4 separate regions of the Mus musculus genome follow, and all the other regions are linked to region 4. A link is a contact called in public ChIA-PET data. All regions are on one chromosome and are shown on one strand. The core of a region is the stretch at or near the end of the contact, and the rest is flanking DNA. Distances in the headings are between cores, read along the strand shown. Region 1 holds the start of Slc35b1 (solute carrier family 35, member B1). Region 2 overlaps Fam117a (family with sequence similarity 117, member A). Region 3 holds the start of Atp5g1 (ATP synthase, H+ transporting, mitochondrial F0 complex, subunit C1 (subunit 9)). Region 4 has its middle 3.8 kb from the start of Gm29873.

Region 1 (2,700 bases), core at 60-2,559, 310 kb before region 4:
CTGTTATTAGGTAGGGGACTTGGTGACCTGGTGTTAAGTCTTGCTTTTGCAATTCTAGCAAAGCAGGTGAAGACCCAACTGTTAAATCAGGGAGAAGTCCATGGATGAGACCAAAAATAGGAAGAGGTGTGGTGTGGTGTGGTGTGGTGTGGTGTGTGTGTGTGTGTGTGTGTGTTGCTTCATTGGAGAGTTGGAAGGTCTTGAAGAAAATTTACTTAAGAAGTTGGAAGGGAGCCAGGCAGTGGTGGCGCACTCCTTTAATCCCAGCACTTGGGAGGCTGAGGCAGGCAGATTTCTGAGTTCGAGGTCAGCCAGGTCTACAGAGTGAGTTCCAGGACAGCCAGGGCTACACAGAGAAACCTGTCTCGAAAAACCAAAAAAAAAAAAAAAAAAAAAAAAACACTCGGAAGGGAGGTAAAGAGAAAAGGATTGTAAATTCAACATTATTCTACATAGCAGATTCGAGGACAGCCTGCGCTACATGTGATTATGTCTTTTGTTGTTTTTTAAAAGGCATTTCAATAAATTGAATTTTTCACCTCGAAGAGGTGAGGAAATACGATTAGAGTTGAGAAAATATGATGACTAATACTCCAAACTTGCACAGCACACTTAACAGTTTATAAAACACTTTGGTAAACCTTAGCTCATTTAATCCTCACACCGTTCAATGAGTGACAGGGTGGTTATTACTAATTACCCCTCGTTTGCAGAGCGAGAAAACTGTAGCTCGGAATTTAAGCAACACGTGATGTGCTGCCTCTAAGTGATAAGAGCCCTGACCTATCACAGAGCCTGCCCGGTGGCTCCCTGCCCAAAGAAGAGGACCTGGACTTCTTAGCCAGGTCTTGAACACAGGGTAGACAGGGTTGGAGTCGCTAACGTTGGGCAGCGGCTAGAGGGCGCTACGGCTCTATGAAGCGTTCTTGGCGTTAGGACCCAGCCGAGGCCTGACAGCCAACTGCAAAAAAAAAAAAAAGCCTTTAATTCTCTTCTGGCCTCACCGCCTCTTTCTCCGCCCATCTGTCTATTTTCGCTCTGCGGAGCCAATTGATAACATCCACATACTTATACGTCATCACTATACGCCGCGTAATCGCCTAGGCCTCCCCACCGAGCTCCAGCTTGTAGATGTCCTCGGCGTTGCCTGATCGGAAAAACCTAAAAGAGGAGACAATAACCTCGATATGGCTGGCTTTCCTGGCCACCAGGAATGGAGCCAAGATCTTAAAGCCTTCCTTCTTTCCTAGAACGCTCCTGCCGGGGCAGGAGGCATTTCCCTCTCGGAAGCTCTGAGCTGGCATATCTGGAGGTAGCTGCTCCGGCCTACGAGCCGGCGGTCGCACGCAGCTCCTATGAGGTCCCTGCCGCCGGCCGGCGATGTCCGCCTGGAGCTTTCGCCTTCGCCGCCGGTACCGCTACCTGCTCTGAACGGATCTTCGGCCGACTCGTCCGTGCGTCTCATGGCCGCTAGTAGATCCCTGGTGCCTGATCGGCTGCGCCTGCCGCTCTGCTTCTTGGGTGTCTTTGTCTGCTATTTCTACTATGGGATCCTGCAGGAGAAGATGTGAGCAGACCCTTGAGGGGGCAGGACTCCTAGCATCCCCCAGCCAGGGCCGGAATTCAGTCTCCACCATCCATTTTACGGTCTAGTCTTCAGGCTTCCTGTGTCTGGTACAGGGTTTTCTCTTCTCCGGCTCGGCCCTCTGACCTTTTTTTGCACCCTGCTATTATACATTGCTAGCTGAGCATCCTTGTAATTCTAAAATTTCAGGGCCGGCCTCTGGAGTTTTAGAACGCGATTTTTTTTTTCCCTTTAGATATTTTTACTTTTGTTGATTCCAAGAGTGCTCCGTGACCTGAGCCAGGTCTTATTTTATTTTATTTTTAGAAAGCCCCGAGGTGTTTGCAGACCGTTAATCTTCTTGCTCTGGGTCTTGCCTTTTTTTTTTTTTTTTCTCCTACGGGGGATACTTTTGTTCAGCTGTCTTGACTTTTTTTTTTTCTCCTACCTGTGTCCTTTACGGATATTTTTTCCTTAGGCTATGGTAGCAGTAGGTTGGCGTCTACTGTTTAGACTTAGTTTTTAGGCTTAAATCAAATCGTCTCCTTTGGGTAAATGAGCTCAGTAATCCTTCCTAACTCTAACTACACCCACAAAAGCATGATACTTCCAAAGCTCTCAGTGGATCTGAACATACTTGATGCCACCGAGTAGCACACACTAATTGCTTTTTTATGTGTTTCGTCTTAGCACAAGAGGGAAGTATGGAGAAGGACCCAAACAGGAGACATTCACCTTTGCCTTAACTTTGGTTTTCATCCAGTGTGTGATCAATGCTATGTTTGCCAAGATCTGTGAGTACCTCATAGTAATTTGTTGGGCTCACTCTCCTTCCTCCCATATTCTGGGCATAGACGTGGATTCATCTTTAAAAATCAAAGTTTTCCCTACCTCCACACCCTTGAGTATTTAAACAGCTTCTCTACAGACTGTAAAACCAATGGCTGTGAAATGAGATTAAAATATTAGGCCTCTAAATTATACCAACTTTTTAGTTGGAGACGACTGGGCCGTCTATATTCCAAATCCCCATTGAAAGCCCTTAGAACATTTTCCCCTTTATCCCTTTGACTTCGCTTTGTGTGTCAGCTTCAAACATGTCTTTGTTCCTGTCAGTAGAGTTAAGCCATCCTTTC
Region 2 (2,700 bases), core at 123-2,622, 330 kb before region 4:
AAACCACAGGGAGCTCATGAGGCCATCTACACTGTTCAATCCCAGCACACGTCCAAAAATAGAAAGACAATCCCTGTGAGGCTGTTTGCAGGAACTTCCCCTCCGTCCTGCGAATCAGTTCTTGGGGGAAAATGTTGTATTTTGTTCTCCAGGTGGACACCCCAAGTGGACAAGGCAGGGTAGGAGCCCCCAGGGTCCCTCAGGGTCCCTCCACACTGCCCTGGCTTTGCCTGCATCTCATCCCTGTGTGAAGCTCATTGGTTACTGAACAAAAGGAAACAGACGCGTGCCTATGAGCATGGAGAGAAACCAGGATCCTTGTAGCGCTGTGCTGCTTCGCGGTGAGCATGCATAGCTTTTGGCTTTGTGTTCCCTCAGCTGGATGTTCTTATTTCCTATAGCATATTTGTCATGAGGGCTATTTTCTCTTTAAAAGAGGGGATGGGAGAAGGCTTCAAAGTCTGATGGCATGAGAAAGTGACTCATGCCTTGTTTGTTGAACCAGCTAGTTGTTGAGTTTTTTGCTGGGTGTAAAATTATGTCTCCATTTTGGAGATGTACTAGGAAGGCTAGGCACATGCTGTCGGTGGGATTAAGAGCATCTTCCCATCCCAGGTTCCTCCCTCCTACCTGGCCTGCAAGACAGCGAAACGATGAACTTGTCCCTCCAGGTGCCCAACCCGAAGGCTTGGGTCTGAGCTGATTGCTCTCTCCCCTGGCCAAGCTGAGAAGAACCAGAGATGTCTCACGCCCTACATTATCTATAGTCTTCATCCTGAGGACTCTCACCTCTCCTTCGAGTTCCTATGCCAGGGTTAGGCTTGAGTTGATTTCAAAGGAGAGGTCTTAGGGGGAGGCAGAGACGAACTGGTGGCCCTTCTGAAAGCACCTTTGCTGGGGGTGGGTGTGGGTATCCCCTGCCAGTGTGCCTGGTGTCAGATAGCTGGCATTGATGGAGCAGTGGCATCAGCTCTCCCCTCTACTCCCCTGCCAGTAGCTTCTTGTCTTACTCCTCTCCCATCAGCAGAGACTATCAGCGCGTTGATGCTCAGTGGGCACTCATACCTACTTACCAAAGGCGTTATCTGCCGTGTGTGCAGTTGGCTCCGTTGACACCACCTGACTGCTGGGCCTCTCCTCTCTTAGCCCCTCTCCCTGGAGCCATAACAAGTGTAGCAGTTGGGAGACAGGGCCAAGTGGCTCTGGAAGATAGCACCTAAGGCTTCTTATCTAGTAGGTGCTGTTTTGTTTTGTTTTCTCCATTTGCTGTTGCCCAAGAACCAAAGCATCCGCCACTGCTCAGCTGTGTGGTGAAATGGTCTGGCCTGGTGCCAGGGTGCCTCGCCAGGTGGCTGAGCTGTGGAGGCTGCTGCATGCGATGGGCCGATAATACCCCATGGTGCTGTAAACAGGACACCCCACCCTCCTGCAGACACCCAGCCCATGCCCCAGTGCTGGCTGCTTTGTCATTGCCTGTCATGATACTGGCTTGTCTTCTCTGATACAGGAGCCGATTGTTCTGTTTCTCTCCCAGGTTCCCAAATCTGAGAGGGGCGCTTTCCAGAAATAAAACCAGTTCATCTTTCAGCCACAAGCAACCGTTTTGACTTCTCAACACTTCCTATCCTTTAGCTGTAATCACACGAGTGCAGGACAGCGCCCATTCCCCACATCTTTCCGGTATGCCCATAAGCACCCACTTCCCCCTCACTTGTGGGTCTGCTAGGGGATGCTTGTGAGCCGCGGAGCTTAAGCCCTTGCTCATCAACAGCTGCCAATGCCCAAGTCTCTAAGAAGCTTTATTGACTTTTGTTTGTTTGAGACAAGGGATCACCCTGTAGCCAAGGCTGGCCTGGAACTCCTGTTCCTAATGCCTCTGCCTTCCATGTGCTGGGACTACAGGCACGTATCCCTTGCCTACTCCTTTCCGCACACTTCTCTCAGACAGACAGTATCCAGGAGAGCAGTAGGCTGTCCCTAGTAAAGGACAGTGAATATACAGTAAATTCAAGTACCTTGCCAGGCCTGGTGGACAGGCCTGTAATCACAACTACTGAGGAGGCTAGGGCAGAAGAAATGGAAAGGCAAGGCTTCCCTAGACTAAAGATTGAATTCAAGAATACCCTGGGCAAGGTAGGGAGACCCTGTCCCAAAATAAAAAGTAAAGAGAGGGCTGGGGCCATAGCTCAGGAGTAGAGTGCTTGCCTGGTGTGTGTGAGGCCCTAGGTTCAATCCCCAGGCCTGTGATACACCTGTAGAACCTTCTTGCAACAGACTTCTCAGTAGTCGTCTCTTTCTCCACCTCCTTCCCTGTATCTTCCTCGGGAATAAAAGCATATTTGCATTTCTTTTCTCTTCAGAATCCCTAGGAGGCAAGGTGGACCAGATTGGGCCCTGCTGGCAGAGGGAAGGCAGATCCGTGAAGATGGTAGTGTTGGCTGCAGTCACACTGCAGTGAGGATAGGACTGTCAGACCTATGCTGTTTGGATAGCCCCTCCTAGGTATCAGCACTGTGCCTGCTAGTCTGCAGCCTCTTTAAGGATGGCACAGGATAGCATCGCTATCTGGTTTTGGCTTTGGTTTGTCCTTAGGGGAAATTGATGCCTTGGGTTAGCAGCTCCCACTCAGTTTTGGTGCCTAAAACAACAGGTGCTTGCCAAACCATTTTGGGGGATGCAGTAGGTTAGTTTGTTTTTGTT
Region 3 (2,700 bases), core at 86-2,585, 380 kb after region 4:
CAAACCCAAACCAAACCGGATACCAAAGTCCATTTCCAAGGGCACAGACCTAATCAGTTTCCCAGAATAGAGTAAGACCCAAACATCCAGTCAGTTGTTGAGGTAACAAAAGGCAATCAAGGGGAGAGATTTACTAAGATGCATTCACAGCAACATATATCCTTCAGGCAGCGGGCCAGGAAGCCTGGTTTGACTCCCAGAACAGCCATCTTAGGAAAGCTCCCAGTGACACGGATTGCTTGACACATTATTCAGTACAATGACTCTCAGGCTTGGCAGAACATTGGCATCACCTGGGGCATTCTACCAAAATTGCTTAGGGGTTCCACCTTCATTCTCAGTCTGATGCAATTGGTCTGAGGAGCAGTCTGGGCAGTAGAAGCATTAGGCTTTCCAGATGAACTGAACACGCAGCCGAGGTTGAGAAAAACTGTTTTCCGGCTGTCTGGCTACAGCCAACCCAGGACTGTAATAAAAGGTCAGCTCTAGCTTATCTGAGGACGCTCAGAAAGCCACGACGGCTTGGTTTACAGGCCTGAATAAACATAGGTTACCTGCAACAGCTCCTATACCCTCCGCCAATAGCCATCATCATCATCACGGAACGCCAGCCCCTCTTAGTCCATTCATTAAACATGATTGCTCCCATACCATACCCGGCACTATAGGGAAACCCGGAGCTTCCGCTTACCAGAGCTGGAGAAATGAGCAGTGCCTTGGTGGTCTGCATTTTTCAATCTGCAAGAAGGGGGAGAAAAGAAAAAAAAAAAAAACCGTAATTCCTATGAAAGCCCGGGTGTCTGCTTATACTGGCAACCTCCTGTTGTCCCCATCCACCTCCAATCGTTCCCCCCAACCCTCTTCCTATACCCCAGCTAAGGAGGGCATTAGAGGTCAGAAGGACAGAGCAGATTCCGGGGTCAACCACTCTCTGCGCAGCGGGTCTGCAGAAGGACAGCAACCGAGATCGGAAATAAAAGGAGGTGGCTCAGGCCCCAAGAGGGAAATGTTGCGAAAAGGAATGGTCTCCCGGGAAGACCGGAGGCAGAAACTGGCAGACGTCGTGCAGGATCCTGCCCAAGTTACACTGCTGTCCCCTACTCTCCCCAGCGGCCGTTTATCGCTCATTACCGTTGGTAATTAACATTAATTGATAAGGCTTAAAGACTCTAGTCCTCCTTCCCTATCCCTGGAGGCAAATGGTGCTCCACGTGGCACAACCCACGGCCTTGCGGACCCCTGTCTCCCAGCCCCAAGTCACCTGCACTCCCACTCCCCTGCAGCCCCTGCTCGGCCCACAGCACACTCCCTGCTCAAGGTGACTGACTCACCTCCCAGCTTTAGCCCTTGGTCTGAGCGCTCAGCTCCCCCACCCACGTGTTCGGAGTCCCTTCACTCCCATTGGTCGTTATCTCTCCACGTTCCAATTGGCTGGCGTCATCAACTCCATCCTTCTTATTGGTCTTCTTCAGCTTCTTCCTCTCTCTCCACAGGAGCTTCGTGGCAATTCCCGCCTCCTTGCGGATAAAGGCGGGTTCTTTTTCCGAGTTCGGGGTTACGATTGGTCGAATCCCGAAATGCTTGACCATAGAGTCGACGAGACTCAGAGGTTCTACAACCTTCAACACAAAATGGCGACCAAGGTGCAAGCGGAAGAAAAAAGCGTGGGAGTGACAACCGGCCGCTTGACGCAAGCTGACACGTGATAAGGGCTCCAGGCCTTCATTCGGCCGCTTGGACCTTGGGGCGCATTGCATGTTGGGCCTTGTAGTCCTGTCCAAGGACTCAAGGACCACCGACATCCCGCGAGATGTTGCTTCCTGGCAAGGAGAGCCGACGCCTTTACAGTACCTTCCACCATCGTGATTTGTAAAAACCCCCATTTTCGTCCAAGTATTAAGGCAGGCTGGAAAACTTCTAAGTAGTGAGCGTGCTCTTGTGGGTCTGTCAGTAGTCAGTCAACATGGACTCACAAGTTGAATGGTGGAAAAAAAAAACTCAACAAAATACAATTAAAACCAGGCTTGCTATTTCGTACCCGAAATTTTAGCACTTGGCAGGTGCTTAGGAGACAGGAAAGTCAGGAGTTCAAGGCCAGACTAAGCTTCTTGAGTTTAGGTAAAAAAAACAAGGTAGGGCTAGACAATTGTATTGGGAGTGGGGAGAACTCTAAAACGAAAATAATAATTGGTAGGATGAAGCGTGCAAAGAATTCAGGTGGTGCATGCTTGTAATTTCAGACATCGGAAGGCTAAGGCAGGAAGACGGAGCACTTGCTCCAGGCCAGTCTGGAGTAAGTAGCAAAACCTGGCTTAAAACGACAAAACAATGCCGGCCAGTGGTGGCGCACACCTTTAATCCCAGCACTTGGGAGGCAGATGCAGGCAGATTTCTGAGTTCGAGACCAGCCTGGTCTACAAAGTGAGTTCCAGGACAGCCAGGGCTATATAGAGGAAACCCTGTCTCAAAAAACCAGCAACAACAAAGAAACAAACAAAACCACATGTGTATGCACACAAGCACAAAGGGTAGGGACAGAAAAACAGGACTGCAGTAACCATTCACTAGTGAATTAGAAAACCTTCCTGGAAAGCAGTTTGGCAATACTTTTTATTTGAAATGCTATGAATGAGCCATCCTCTTTGACCCAGTAATTCTTGAGTAACTGAGGACCTTTAAATGCTCCACCCTCCTTGAGTC
Region 4 (2,700 bases), core at 89-2,588:
ACATTAGATGTGGGCTGAGTCATTGCCATTTACTAAAAAAAGAAGTGGGGGAGGAGGAGGAGGAGGAGGAGGAGGAGGAGGAGGAGGAGGAGGAGGAGAAGGAAAAACCTCTTTGCTACCAACCTGTTTAGTTGTTATTGTTTTGGTTTTTAAGAAAACTGTATGCAGAAAGAGAAGAACGCAAGCACACACACAGAGACACACATACTACAAAACTCTAAATACCCAGTCATCTTTTCTTTGTGGTTGTTTGGACTTTGAATAAAAGTTTCTTTATTAAGCACCTGGGTGCAGAGAAGAGAGACAGGCGTGGAAGAGTGGGGACCAGGTGTGGCAGGGTGAGGACCAGGTGTGGAAGGATGAGGACCAGGTGTGGAAGGATGAGGACCAGGTGTGGAAGGTTGAGGATGAAGTGTGGAAGAGTGGGGACCAGGTGTGGCAGGGTAGGGACCAGGTGTGGAAGGGTGGGGACCAGGTGTGGAAGGGTGGGGACCAGGTGTGGAAAAGTGGGGACCAGTGTGGCAGGGTGGGGACCAGGTGGGGAAGGGTAAGGACCCCATGCAGATGGGGATGGAGGACAGACTGCAGTAGAAAATGACCAGCATGCCAGGATGGGGCTGGGATAGGACAATATGGAAGCAGATGTATGCAGAGGGAACATGGTGTTCACGGAGCTAGGTCACTAAAAAATGGTGGCAGGATCTAGGTGTGTAGCTTGGTGCAGGACCTTGAGCTCAAGGCCGTAGGTAGGCTCAATTCCCCAGCACTAGAGAATAAAAGGAGGAGGTGGGGTGGAGGGGTCCTGGAGGCAATTGCTCTGCTAAGTCCTCAAGGGTACCGCTCTCATAATGAAGATCAGGAGAGTGGACAAAGACATCCTGGTGACTGTCCCAAGGATGCATATGCCCATGAGGTTCAACGTGTTCCTTGGTCTTTTACTTCGCTGCACATACAGTCTTGCCAACAACAAGTTTGCACTTTGGTACCCTACGAGGTTTCCAAAGCTTTGCCTCATAGCCATGTACAAAAGCTCTGTCCCAGGCTGGAGAGATGGCTCAGTGGTTAAGAGGGCCTGAGTTCAAATCACAGCAACCACATGGTGGCTCACAACCACCATCTGTAATGGGATCTGATGCTCTCTTCTGGTGTCTGAAGACAGCTACAGAGTATTCACATATATAAAATAAATAAGTCTAAAAAAAATAAAAAAGCTCTGTCCAGACACTGTCAGCGTGCCAGCACCCCACACTCAGCCCAGACCCCATTAGACAGACAAGGCAAGATAAATGGAAACCTCAGGTTAAAAATACCCGGCTTGTTGTAAAGAGAAATAGGCACAGGGAGGAAGGAAGTGTGGGGAGGCAGTCTAGAGCAAAAGCCCCAAAGAAGAAGGTGGTATTAAAGGCTGAGAGTGAAGCGGGTAGAGATTCTGAGGCATGCTCTTTGGATATCCTTAGTGGGCAGGCCATTCAGGCAGGTCCTCGCAGAGAAATGGTTTGTGTTCACTGAGACCAGGATTCGAATCCCCATGAAAAGTCTCGACCCAGGTTTGAGACCGACAAGCAGACACCTTCAGGTTGGTGGGACTCAGAGGCTTGGAGGAAACCTCGTCACGCTTGTCTCTGGGAAGAGTCACTGAACCAGCAGACCTTTCACCTTGGAGAGGTTGGGAAGGGTGTTTAGCTGGCCTGGAACCTCACCCACTCTTTGGGAGAAGGAAGAACAGTGAATCAGAGAGCTTAGTGCCACAGCTCTGTGCCGCAGAGATGTGGATCGAGGCTCTGAGTGCAGGAGTCCTGGCTCTTCCCATCCTAGCTGCAGTGACCTGCCTGGGTCTGTTTCCTTATATGTGGAAAGCAGATGGCTGTAGGTGGTGGCCTGGTAGCATCTCGGAGCGGATTGAGTAAGCCAATCAAAGTTACTGGTCCCTACAAGTTGCTTCTTAAAGCTGTCTATGGAAGGTGTGATGGTGATGTACAAGGGAGAGATGCTCTTAACCAACGCCCATGGGTGGCCTTTCACAGGAAACCTGCTCTCCACCTGGCCAGGAGGGAGCAACAAAGAAGATGATGTCTTAGTCAGGGTTTCTATTCCTGCACAAACATCATGACCAAGAAGCAAGTTGGGGAGGAAAGGGTTTATTCAGCTTACACTTCCATATTACTGTTCATCATCAAAGGAAGTCAGGACTGGAACTCAAGCAGGTCAGGAAGCAGGAGCTGATGCAGAGGCCATGGAGGGATGTTCTTTACTGGCTTGCTTCCCCTGGCTTGCTCAGCCTGCTCTCTTATAGAACCCAAGACTACCAGCCCAGAGATGGCACCACCCACAAGGGGACCTCCCCGCTTGATCACTAATTGAGAAAATGCCTTACAGTTGGATCTCATGGAGGCATTTCCCCAACTGAAGCTCCTTTCTCTGTGATAACTCCAGCTGTGTCAAGTTGATACAAAATTAGCCAGTATAGATGACCTGTGATACAGCACAGCCCCAAGTGTTCAGAAACTAATGCCCAGTGGCAGATACAGACATCTACGCAGTCATCTTTTAGTGAGAGGAGAGTATGTTTGTGCCAACCTCCAGCTAAACCCTTTGTCCATAGTGTGGGTAGGGGAGCCAGGCTAGCTGGAGGGAGTCCTGGCAAGAAGGAAGCGGAGGGAACACAGCTAAGTAAAAGGGAGTGTACACACCAGATGACGT

Evidence for each region. ChIA-PET counts read pairs in DNA pulled down with a chosen protein or histone mark.
Region 1: an RNA polymerase II ChIA-PET map of memory CD8 T cells shows a contact between it and region 4, with 6 read pairs. The contact joins the promoter of Slc35b1 here to the enhancer-like site in region 4. A contact is called at or near these places in 1 of 39 promoter capture datasets (liver), 1 of 15 datasets of contacts at CTCF or cohesin (embryonic stem cells), 2 of 484 Hi-C or Micro-C datasets (cerebellar granule neurons and palatal mesenchyme), 6 of 115 datasets of contacts at active chromatin or transcription factors (embryonic forebrain, embryonic limb bud, embryonic stem cells and 3 more) and 3 of 9 other capture datasets (embryonic stem cells, liver and pancreatic islet).
Region 2: a contact with region 4 is called in an RNA polymerase II ChIA-PET map of memory CD8 T cells, with 11 read pairs. The contact joins two enhancer-like sites. A contact is called at or near these places in 1 of 39 promoter capture datasets (the 3T3-L1 cell line), 3 of 115 datasets of contacts at active chromatin or transcription factors (memory CD8 T cells, microglia and pancreatic cancer cells) and 1 of 9 other capture datasets (embryonic stem cells).
Region 3: an RNA polymerase II ChIA-PET map of memory CD8 T cells shows a contact between it and region 4, with 5 read pairs. The contact joins the promoter of Atp5g1 here to the enhancer-like site in region 4. A contact is called at or near these places in 12 of 39 promoter capture datasets (the 3T3-L1 cell line, the C10 cell line, the HPC-7 cell line and 8 more), 13 of 484 Hi-C or Micro-C datasets (the G1E-ER4 cell line, embryonic fibroblasts, embryonic stem cells and 1 more), 11 of 115 datasets of contacts at active chromatin or transcription factors (T-cell acute lymphoblastic leukemia, bone marrow-derived macrophages, craniofacial prominence and 7 more) and 3 of 9 other capture datasets (embryonic stem cells, liver and pancreatic islet).

What each region holds. Positions count from the first base shown.
Region 1 is chr11:95,383,547-95,386,246 of GRCm38.p6, forward strand. It overlaps Slc35b1 (solute carrier family 35, member B1), which reads left to right and starts at 1,310. Exons shown (of 9, transcript NM_016752.3): 1 at 1,310-1,567; 2 at 2,255-2,358. The coding sequence starts at 1,464.
Region 2 is chr11:95,355,514-95,358,213 of GRCm38.p6, forward strand. All of the region lies in intron 1 of Fam117a (family with sequence similarity 117, member A), which reads left to right. Among named protein-coding and RNA genes, the nearest start is that of Fam117a, 20 kb to the left of the region's middle. Within about 2 kb of position 1,373, at least 145 of the 459 cell types and tissues checked have an H3K27ac peak or open chromatin away from gene starts, as enhancers often do. A contact at or near this core is called in memory CD8 T cells, where this site is marked.
Region 3 is chr11:96,074,296-96,076,995 of GRCm38.p6, forward strand. It overlaps Atp5g1 (ATP synthase, H+ transporting, mitochondrial F0 complex, subunit C1 (subunit 9)), which reads right to left and starts at 1,336. Exons shown (of 5, transcript NM_001161419.1): 1 at 1,262-1,336; 2 at 692-738. The coding sequence starts at 730.
Region 4 is chr11:95,689,718-95,692,417 of GRCm38.p6, forward strand. No RefSeq gene overlaps it. Among named protein-coding and RNA genes, the nearest start is that of Gm29873, 3.8 kb to the left of the region's middle. Within about 2 kb of position 1,339, at least 16 of the 459 cell types and tissues checked have an H3K27ac peak or open chromatin away from gene starts, as enhancers often do. A contact at or near this core is called in the G1E-ER4 cell line and memory CD8 T cells, where this site is marked.